Regions from separate parts of the Mus musculus genome. Here region 1 is linked to region 2. A link is a contact called in public promoter capture Hi-C data. All regions are on one chromosome and are shown on one strand. The core of a region is the stretch at or near the end of the contact, and the rest is flanking DNA. Distances in the headings are between cores, read along the strand shown. Region 1 holds the start of Galm (galactose mutarotase). Region 2 overlaps Gm41626 (a long non-coding RNA gene).

Evidence for each region. Promoter capture Hi-C pulls out the DNA fragments that hold promoters and counts their contacts.
Region 1: a promoter capture Hi-C map of macrophages shows a contact between it and region 2, with 9 read pairs. The contact joins the promoter of Galm here to the enhancer-like site in region 2. A contact is called at or near these places in 3 of 39 promoter capture datasets (frontonasal cranial neural crest, macrophages and second pharyngeal arch cranial neural crest), 2 of 15 datasets of contacts at CTCF or cohesin (CD8 T cells and the NIH/3T3 cell line), 15 of 484 Hi-C or Micro-C datasets (CD4 T cells, bone marrow-derived macrophages, cerebral cortex and 8 more), 9 of 115 datasets of contacts at active chromatin or transcription factors (CD8 T cells, bone marrow-derived macrophages, embryonic fibroblasts and 4 more) and 4 of 9 other capture datasets (adipose tissue, bone marrow-derived macrophages, liver and 1 more).

Annotation. Positions count from the first base shown.
Region 1 is chr17:80,125,037-80,129,104 of GRCm38.p6, forward strand. It overlaps Galm (galactose mutarotase), which reads left to right and starts at 2,435. Exons shown (of 7, transcript NM_176963.4): 1 at 2,435-2,869. The coding sequence starts at 2,680.
Region 2 is chr17:80,081,280-80,085,009 of GRCm38.p6, forward strand. The region is part of intron 2 of Gm41626 (a long non-coding RNA gene); the gene reads right to left. Among named protein-coding and RNA genes, the nearest start is that of Gm41626, 14 kb to the right of the region's middle. Within about 2 kb of position 2,137, at least 29 of the 459 cell types and tissues checked have an H3K27ac peak or open chromatin away from gene starts, as enhancers often do. A contact at or near this core is called in bone marrow-derived macrophages, cerebral cortex, macrophages and 2 more, where this site is marked.

The DNA.
Region 1 (4,068 bases), core at 1,185-3,684, 44 kb after region 2:
CCTCAAGAGGGGCTGCCCCTAAGAGGAGGAGATCATATACTCAGGTAATTTCATGTGAACATTCTCCCTGTTTTAACTAGTCAAGTAAAGGCTACAGCCTGTGATTGGTCCCTGGAAGGGAAAGGTGGGGCTAGAGGTTTTAGAGAGTTGGAGAAGAGCAGGGATGAGGGAGGAAGAAGACAGAGCAAGAGGATGTGGAAGGAAGATGGAGCAGAACCACATGGCACAGAGAAGCCACAAGTGGCAAGGGAATCTCAGCTGGGGAATAGAGTAGTGTAGTGGTAATCTGCCCAATTTAGGCATGCAGCTTATACATTTTGTAACTGAGTTATGTTTTTGCTTGGGCTTATTGGGGTTGGAGATTTACCACAATAGAGACACCGTGAAGTGAGCTTGCAGGCTTGAGCTATTGCACCTTAGAGGAATTCCAGGGGAAGTGACCTCTATCTTAATCTGTTGAGTCCATCTCTCGGGACATTCCAGAACCATTAATGGGGCACGGGGTCTGGAAACTGCTGCTGACCCATTTTCCTTGCCTCGGGCCATGTGGCTTGGGCAGCTTCTGATAGCTCGGCAGTTTCTAACTAGCTGTCTGAAGCCTGGTTTTTGTTTGTTTGTTTGGTTGGTTGGTTGGTTGGTTTGGTTTGGTTTTCTGGTAACTGACTTGCTTGGGCTTGCCTGGACTTTCCCAGCTCTTAGGCATAGTCCTGAACTGCCAATCTGAAGCCTGTCATGGAATCAGCCCAGCCTTCTTAATTTATTTGTAAACTAGTTGGGGATGAGTTTGAATTGGTTGTATTACACACCTCTGCTCTGGTTGAGAAAGAAGCTAAGTAACTCTTCTTACAAAAATATCACCACAGTCTGTACTATTTAACTTAACCCCCAGGATTTATCCAAAAAGCAAAATTAAATAGCTGGTAGTATTTAACAATGGTTCATTCCTCCATTGCTGCTTTGATGTTGACCTCCTTGCAGACAGTGATCATGAACACTGCTGTCGATTAAGGCTCTGCATGTAGAATAATGATGTGAGGTTAAGAAAATGGACTGTTTGGTTAAAAAAGGAGCAAGGTTTGCAGCTCACACAAGGTAGTCTTGTTTACCATTCTAAATACTTCAAAGCCACAGGGAAAGAAAATCAAGACCCGTACCCTGTACATCTTAGGGAAATATGGTACACTTCATGCGCCAAGTTAAGCAATAGGAACGTCTCTGGTTACACTTGGTGCTAGCCACCCAAGGTGTCTTTCTTCCCTTGGCAGCATGAGCTTGGCAGAACACTGAGAACTGGAGGCTGAGAAATAAAAACTGTGGTCTTCCCACTCACAGAAGAGGGTTCTCAGGCATCGTTGCTAGCACAGTGTTGTTGAAAGGGCCTGTGTATAAGTCAGGCACACACGGTAAGTGGGCTGAGGAGACTTGCAGAGTCTGTAAGAGTGTGTGATGAGCAGTGTACAAGAGTGCCTTTGGGTTATTGTGTGAGGGGACGCACAGTCTGTAATTTGACTTGTTTGGGTCTTTTTGATATTAGATATTGTACTTTAATAAAGCCTGCTGCAAGCTCTTTTTCTTTCCTATCAGAGTTTCCCGAATTTCGAGAGGGATAATTGAGGCTTTGTAGCATGAATGCTTAAGATTCCTTCATATTTCACAGTCAGAAACGAGTGAGACAGTTGTTTATTGGCATTTGATTACAGGAACATGAGCTCAGTTCTCCTGTTTTTCTAACCACAGATGCGTTTCCACCCTCACCGTGTCTAAATCAAGACCAGAAATACAGATAGACTGAGTTATACACGTCTTTAGGCTCCCAGACCTCTTCTTCCTAGAGCCAGAATCCATCTAGAGCTGTAGATTAAGCAATGAAAGACTGAGGTATTTTAATCTCATGATCTTACTGAGGATCCTAATAACACTTTCCTAATCCTAGGCCAACAAAGGAGAAACGTCAGACTTAGCCATCAAACCTTCAGTTTCTTTAAATCTAGTCCCAGATAATCCACACCAGAATGGCCCAAGAGATGATGAAAAGTAGGTAAAGGAGCGGGCCTCCAAGCCTGCCCACCAGATGTGTTTCTTCAGAGCCCATTAGGGACAAGAGAGAACCTTTTCAGAAAGGAGGAAAGGAGAGAAAGAGAGAGAGAGAGAGAGAGAGAGAGAGAGAGAGAGAGAGAGAGAGAGGAGAGAGAGAGAGAGAGAGAGAGAGAGAGAGAGAGAGAGAGAGAGAGAGAGAGAGAGAGAGAGAGAGAGAGAGAGAGAGAGAGAAGAGGAGAGGAGAGAGAGAGACTTTTTTTGACCCCCTAAAGATGCCTTACGCGCGCGCACCTGCGCAAAATAAAGTTGGTTCGTTTTAAACTACATGCCCCAAGATGCAATTGCAATTTTCTTAAAGACTACTATTCCCGACATGCACTGCAGTCAGGGTTAGAGAAGGAAAAGACCAGCAAACTCAACTGGAAAGTTTGCTTCTCAGTTACCTCGGATAAAGGAAAAATTTTAAAAAGGCATCGGAGCATTTTCCCCGACCCCAGGAGTGGTCAACTGTTTAAATCCAGGCAATAAAGGGGAGGAGTTAGTCTGAGTTCCTCCCCTTCTCCCGGGAACTTTATCTTTCCAAACGTGATCCAGGCTAGAGTTTGAACAGCAAGGAGAAGCTGCACACCCTGAACTTTCCCAATGGTTTCGGTGACCAGAACCGTGTTTGGAGAGCTGCCCTCGGGGGGAGGGACAGTGGAGAAATTCCAGCTTCGGTCAGACCAGCTGAGTGTGGACATCATCTCATGGGGCTGCACGATCACTGCTCTGCAGGTCAAAGACAGGCAGGGGAAAGCCTCAGACGTGGTGCTTGGCTTTGCGGAATTGGAAGGTGGGTCGCGTCCTGCCCAGGACTGCTAAACGGTTTGGCCTGTCAAACAGGCCCGCACACACTCCTGATCCTGTGTACACTGGGTTCTTCCAGTCACTCACGGGACCTGACTGAGGTCCCCAAGCTTGGAGCAGTCTTACTTGGAAGCGCGTGAACGGGCTCATGTAAGCCACTTAACAGGATTTTGAGGTTGGAAAAAAAAACCGGATCTAATCCAAATAGCTGTAGGACTTGGCCCCCCTTAGTCAGACTTTGTCACTGTTCACGAGGAAGTCAGCTGAGAAAGACCAACTCCCTGGAATGAGCTTAGAACTGTGGGGCACAGGGCGGTTTGCATGTATTCCTCGCTTGTGGTTTTCTGAGGAATGAAAATCAAAGACGGACGGGCGCCTGCTACTATCTCCCTTCTTTCTCTTGTCAAATCTTCTCTGAGGGCTCCTTGAGCAGAAATGCTTTAGAATTTAGGACTGATGTAAACCCATCAGATTGCTTGGCTGTTGTGGTCAATGTAGGTAGGGCACAATGTCCTTCATCTGCTCAGAAACATGTTCTCAATGAAAGGGGTAGAAATAAGGCCTCCTAAGACGTGGACATAGTCATCAGGATCAGCTGCGCAATTCGCAGCATGTCTTTTTGTTTTTGTTTGTCTGTTTTGTTTGTGTTTGTGGGGTTTTTTTGTTTTGTTTTGTTTTGTTTTGTTTTAAATGGACAGGGCCTCGTTCTGCCTAAGCTGTCCTGGAGCAAGAGCCAGCCGTTTCATCTTGATCCACGCATAGGTTTTATCTTAATTTATGCATTTACAGCTCTGTTAATGCAGTGGACTCAACAAGATAGACAAAGGTCATTTTCAACTTGCAGTTTACGGAGGGGGGGGGAGGGCGGGGCGCGGAGCTCAGACTTTAGCTCAATAGTTACATAATTAAATCATTGGATTGCGGTTTGATTTGCAGCAGGAGAAAAAATTATATCTTGCCATTCCTTAGCATTGCACGTAACCAGACAGAAAACAAACCCTGAAGTAAAATGGGCAAATGGAAAGAGAATGAATTCGCTCTGCTCAGTAATGGGTGTAAACAAACTTTGTACCACAAAAGGGGATTTGAGGTTTTCCTTGTGGTTCCTTTTCTACCTAACTGGTTCTTCATATGTTTAACCTGGCTCTTCATTTGGGATCAACAGGAAAACCCTGTCTTATTTAC
Region 2 (3,730 bases), core at 887-3,386:
ACACGCCTTTACTCCCAGCACTCATGGGCAAAGGCAGGTAGATTTCTGAGTTTGAGACCAGCCTGGTCTACAGAGTGAGTTCTTGGACAGCTAGGACTACACAGAGAGCCCCTGTCTCAGAAGAACCAAAATGAAGAAAAAAAATGTGTGTGTGTGTGTGTGTGTGTGTGTGTGTGTGTGTAAAGTCCCTATTTTATAACTTACATAAGCAGAAATTATTAAGTTATTTTCTAGTGGACAAAATATTTCCACAAATTGGATTAGAAGATTCTGATAGTAAAGGGTATTTATATGAAAGCTAGCTCAGAACAGGCCAGAAGCTAACAGGAACAAAGCCCCTATCTTCAAATTATCTCTCCACCATTAGCCACTGCCATCTTCAAGCTCCCAGGATTATTATTTTTTTTCTTTGTCAATGCTGGGAATTGAACCTGGGGTCTTGTGCTTGCTAGGCCAGTGTTCTACCACTGAGCTACATCCTTAACCATACAGCTAATTTTACTGTTGTTGTTGTTGTTTGAGATAAGGTTTTGCCATGTAGCCCTCTGACTGTCCTGGAGCTTGTTATGTAGACCAGGCTGACCTCAAACTCAGAGAGATCCACCTCCCTATGCTTCTCAAGTGCTTGGACTAAAGGTGTGCACCACCTCTGCCTGGCTAGCTATTATATTTTCATATTTATGAAGCATCCAGAGCAAGGCTATAATGGCACCAGTCCTTCAGGAACTATGATCATCACTCCCAATTAAAATGTACATAAGACAAAATAGAATAAATTTATATGTTCATTCTGAAAGTTAGTGTCATGTTGGACAACACAATCTGTTAGAGACCACGCTAGCCAGTATTAGGGTAAGATTCTATCCCACCCTTGGTAAGTGAATTTATAATAAATAACTAACCCTACCTTTTTAAAACCCAATCTGGTCTCCTTCCCCTTACTTTTGAAGTCGTCTTTCCCTCAAGGAACCCAAGTTATATATCCCATTTGAAACTGAACCCTTCCCAGGACCATAAGATAGTCTTTACAAGAGTGGGTAAGTGACCCAATCAATCCAACTGCCTCCCCCTTCCTCCTTACACTGATGTCTTCACAGACACATACGTGTAGGTGTTCTCAGCCACAGAGTCATCTCTCCAGATCCTTTTTTGTTGATTTTCTTTGAGACAATGGATCTCCAGGAAAGTCTGACTGGCCTGGAACACATACTACATAGACCAGGCTGGTCTTGACCTCATGGAGATCCATCTGCTTTTGTCTCCCAAGTGCTGGGATTAAAGGCTAGCCTCACATCGTCTAGCCAACAAATTGTTTGCTTATTTGTTTGTTTGTTTGTTGAGACAGAGTATCACTGTGTATAGCTCTGGCTGTCTAGGAACTCACTCTGTAGACTAGGCTGGTCTCAAACTCAGGTAGGTCTGCCTGCTTCTGCCTCCCAAGAACTGGGACTAAAGACATGTGCCACTACTGCCCAGCCCAAATGTCCTTTTAGAAATGTTTTATCTCTCAACAAGAAATTGTCAAGGAAACAGAAACAAAGCCCCCAGGTTCTGACATTAGAGGCTCCCCAATCCTCTTACAGAAGAGACTTTGCAGCCACAGTCCTACAACAACAGCCTGTTATATGAGTCAATCATGAGAGTTGATGAAAATCAGATTCTTGGAGAAGAGTATTTAGATCTGAAGTCAAAACGTTCTTGCTTCTATAATGAACCAACTCTAGTTATAATGTAATTGCCTGGTGTGGTGGTGTGTGCCTTTAATCCCAGCACTTGGGACACAGAGGTAGGTGGGTCTCTGTCAATTTAAAACCAGGCTACACATTCAGCATCAGGCCAGCCAGAGCTGTGAGCCCAGATATAGGTGCTGGGAACCAAATCTAGGCCCTATGTAATAATGGGAAGTGCTTTTAGCAGCTGAACTCTCTCTCTCTCTCTCTCTCTCTCTCTCTCTCTCTCTCTCTCTCTCTCCCTCTCTCTCTCTCTCTCCCTCTCTCACTCACTCTCTCTCTGTCTGTCTGTCTCCCTCTCCCCCCTTCTGTCTTCATACCCCATTTTATTATAGTTTTAGAGAAAAAAAAAAACAAAAAACATTGCAAAACCAAACGGAACACGCAAGCTGTGGAAGAAGAAGCAGAAGAGTCTCGTGCTTTTGAAATTGGGCAAGCAGCTTGAGAAATTCGTGCAGGGGAAGTTCATGTCCTTAGAGAAACGACAAGAAAATATAGAATGTCAGGGAAAGCATGCTTGAGAAAAAGAAATAAAGAAGAAAAAGGAATCGTGACTCTTTGAGTTAGAACTCAGAAAAGCCAACAGGCTTAACATTTAAAATCTGCAAGCAGTTGTGTCGGAGGGGCTTCTGGGACACATAAGTGCCTCTCTCTTTAGTCCCCCCACCTCCTTTGCTTGCCTTCAGGGAAAGCAGGCTCCGGAGGGTGGTCTCCTGGACAGGTGACTGAGAGACACATAAAGATCCATAGAATATGATGCTGTCATCTTTGGGATAGATCAGAATGTCCTGTGAGAATGTCCTGTGTCAACCCAGGGCCAAAGGTTTTGTTTTTTGTTGTTGTTGTTGTTGTTTTGTTTTGTTTTGTTTTGTTTGAGACAGTGTTTCTATGTAGCCTTGGCTGTCCTGGAGCAATACTATGTAGACCACGTTGGCCTCAAACTCAAACAGAGAGCCTCCTGCCTTTGCCTCCCCAGTGCTGGATCTAAGTTGGGCACTACCACACCTAGACTAGATTTTAAATAAATAAATAAAGGAAGGAAGAAAAAAGTTCTCCCATAATGCACTTTAACAAAGCCCTGATACCTCCAACTTTTCATAAGGCATTTAAACTTTAAGGAAAGGAAAAGCTGATGTCTACCTTTCTAGTGTGGATCAGGTAAACAGCAAATAGGGTCCATGAGAGAGCAGTCCATTCCCAATGACCTCCAAAGCTACCTAATTTCCTATCTAGATACCTAACAACCACTCAGGAAACTGATCAGAATAGCTACCCTATGATACCAACCATATCATATCAGTTACGATTATGCCTTAACTACAAGAAACAAAACTCTCGGCTACAGTGGTTTATACCTAGCACTTTATTTTGCCACACAGTTAGAACATGGGAAAAGCAGCTGCAGGGTTTGGTTCAGTGTTCTAATTACAGCAGCGGCAGAGCGACAGTCCCCCTCACGGTGCCAGATGACTCCTGCGTTTTTTCAGGAGTCACATCCTCTTGGAAGCGACAGAGGGAAAGAGGAAGCCAGATTGAATGCTAGCTATATATGTCCCCACAGTGCCACCTTAGAGCTGGAAACGTGCTACACGGCCTGCCATTTGTCTGGGGATCCATGCCAAGAAAAGCTGCTCTTACAGTCGTGAGGACAGGTGCTCAGGGACATAGTCAAGATGTTGGCCCAGGGATTAAAACTGCACGGCTCTGGGACAGTAGCATAAAGGAGCTTTGGATCCAGGTGGTATTCAAGATTCTTGGCTGGTATTTTCTGAGAATGTTGCACAGTAAGTAAAAATGTTCCCTCCTCCAGACTCTCTGGGGACACTGTGCCACCACTGATAGAGGCGATAGCTTTGTCCCTTCACTTTCAGTCATGGGTTTTCTGTCTGCAATGCTATGTCCCAGTGTAAGTGCCTGACTGCCCTTTCCAAATTACCCTCAAGCTGGTGTCAGCAGAACTTCCCTGAGTCCTGCCTATTACTCTGACTATGGCCTCCACG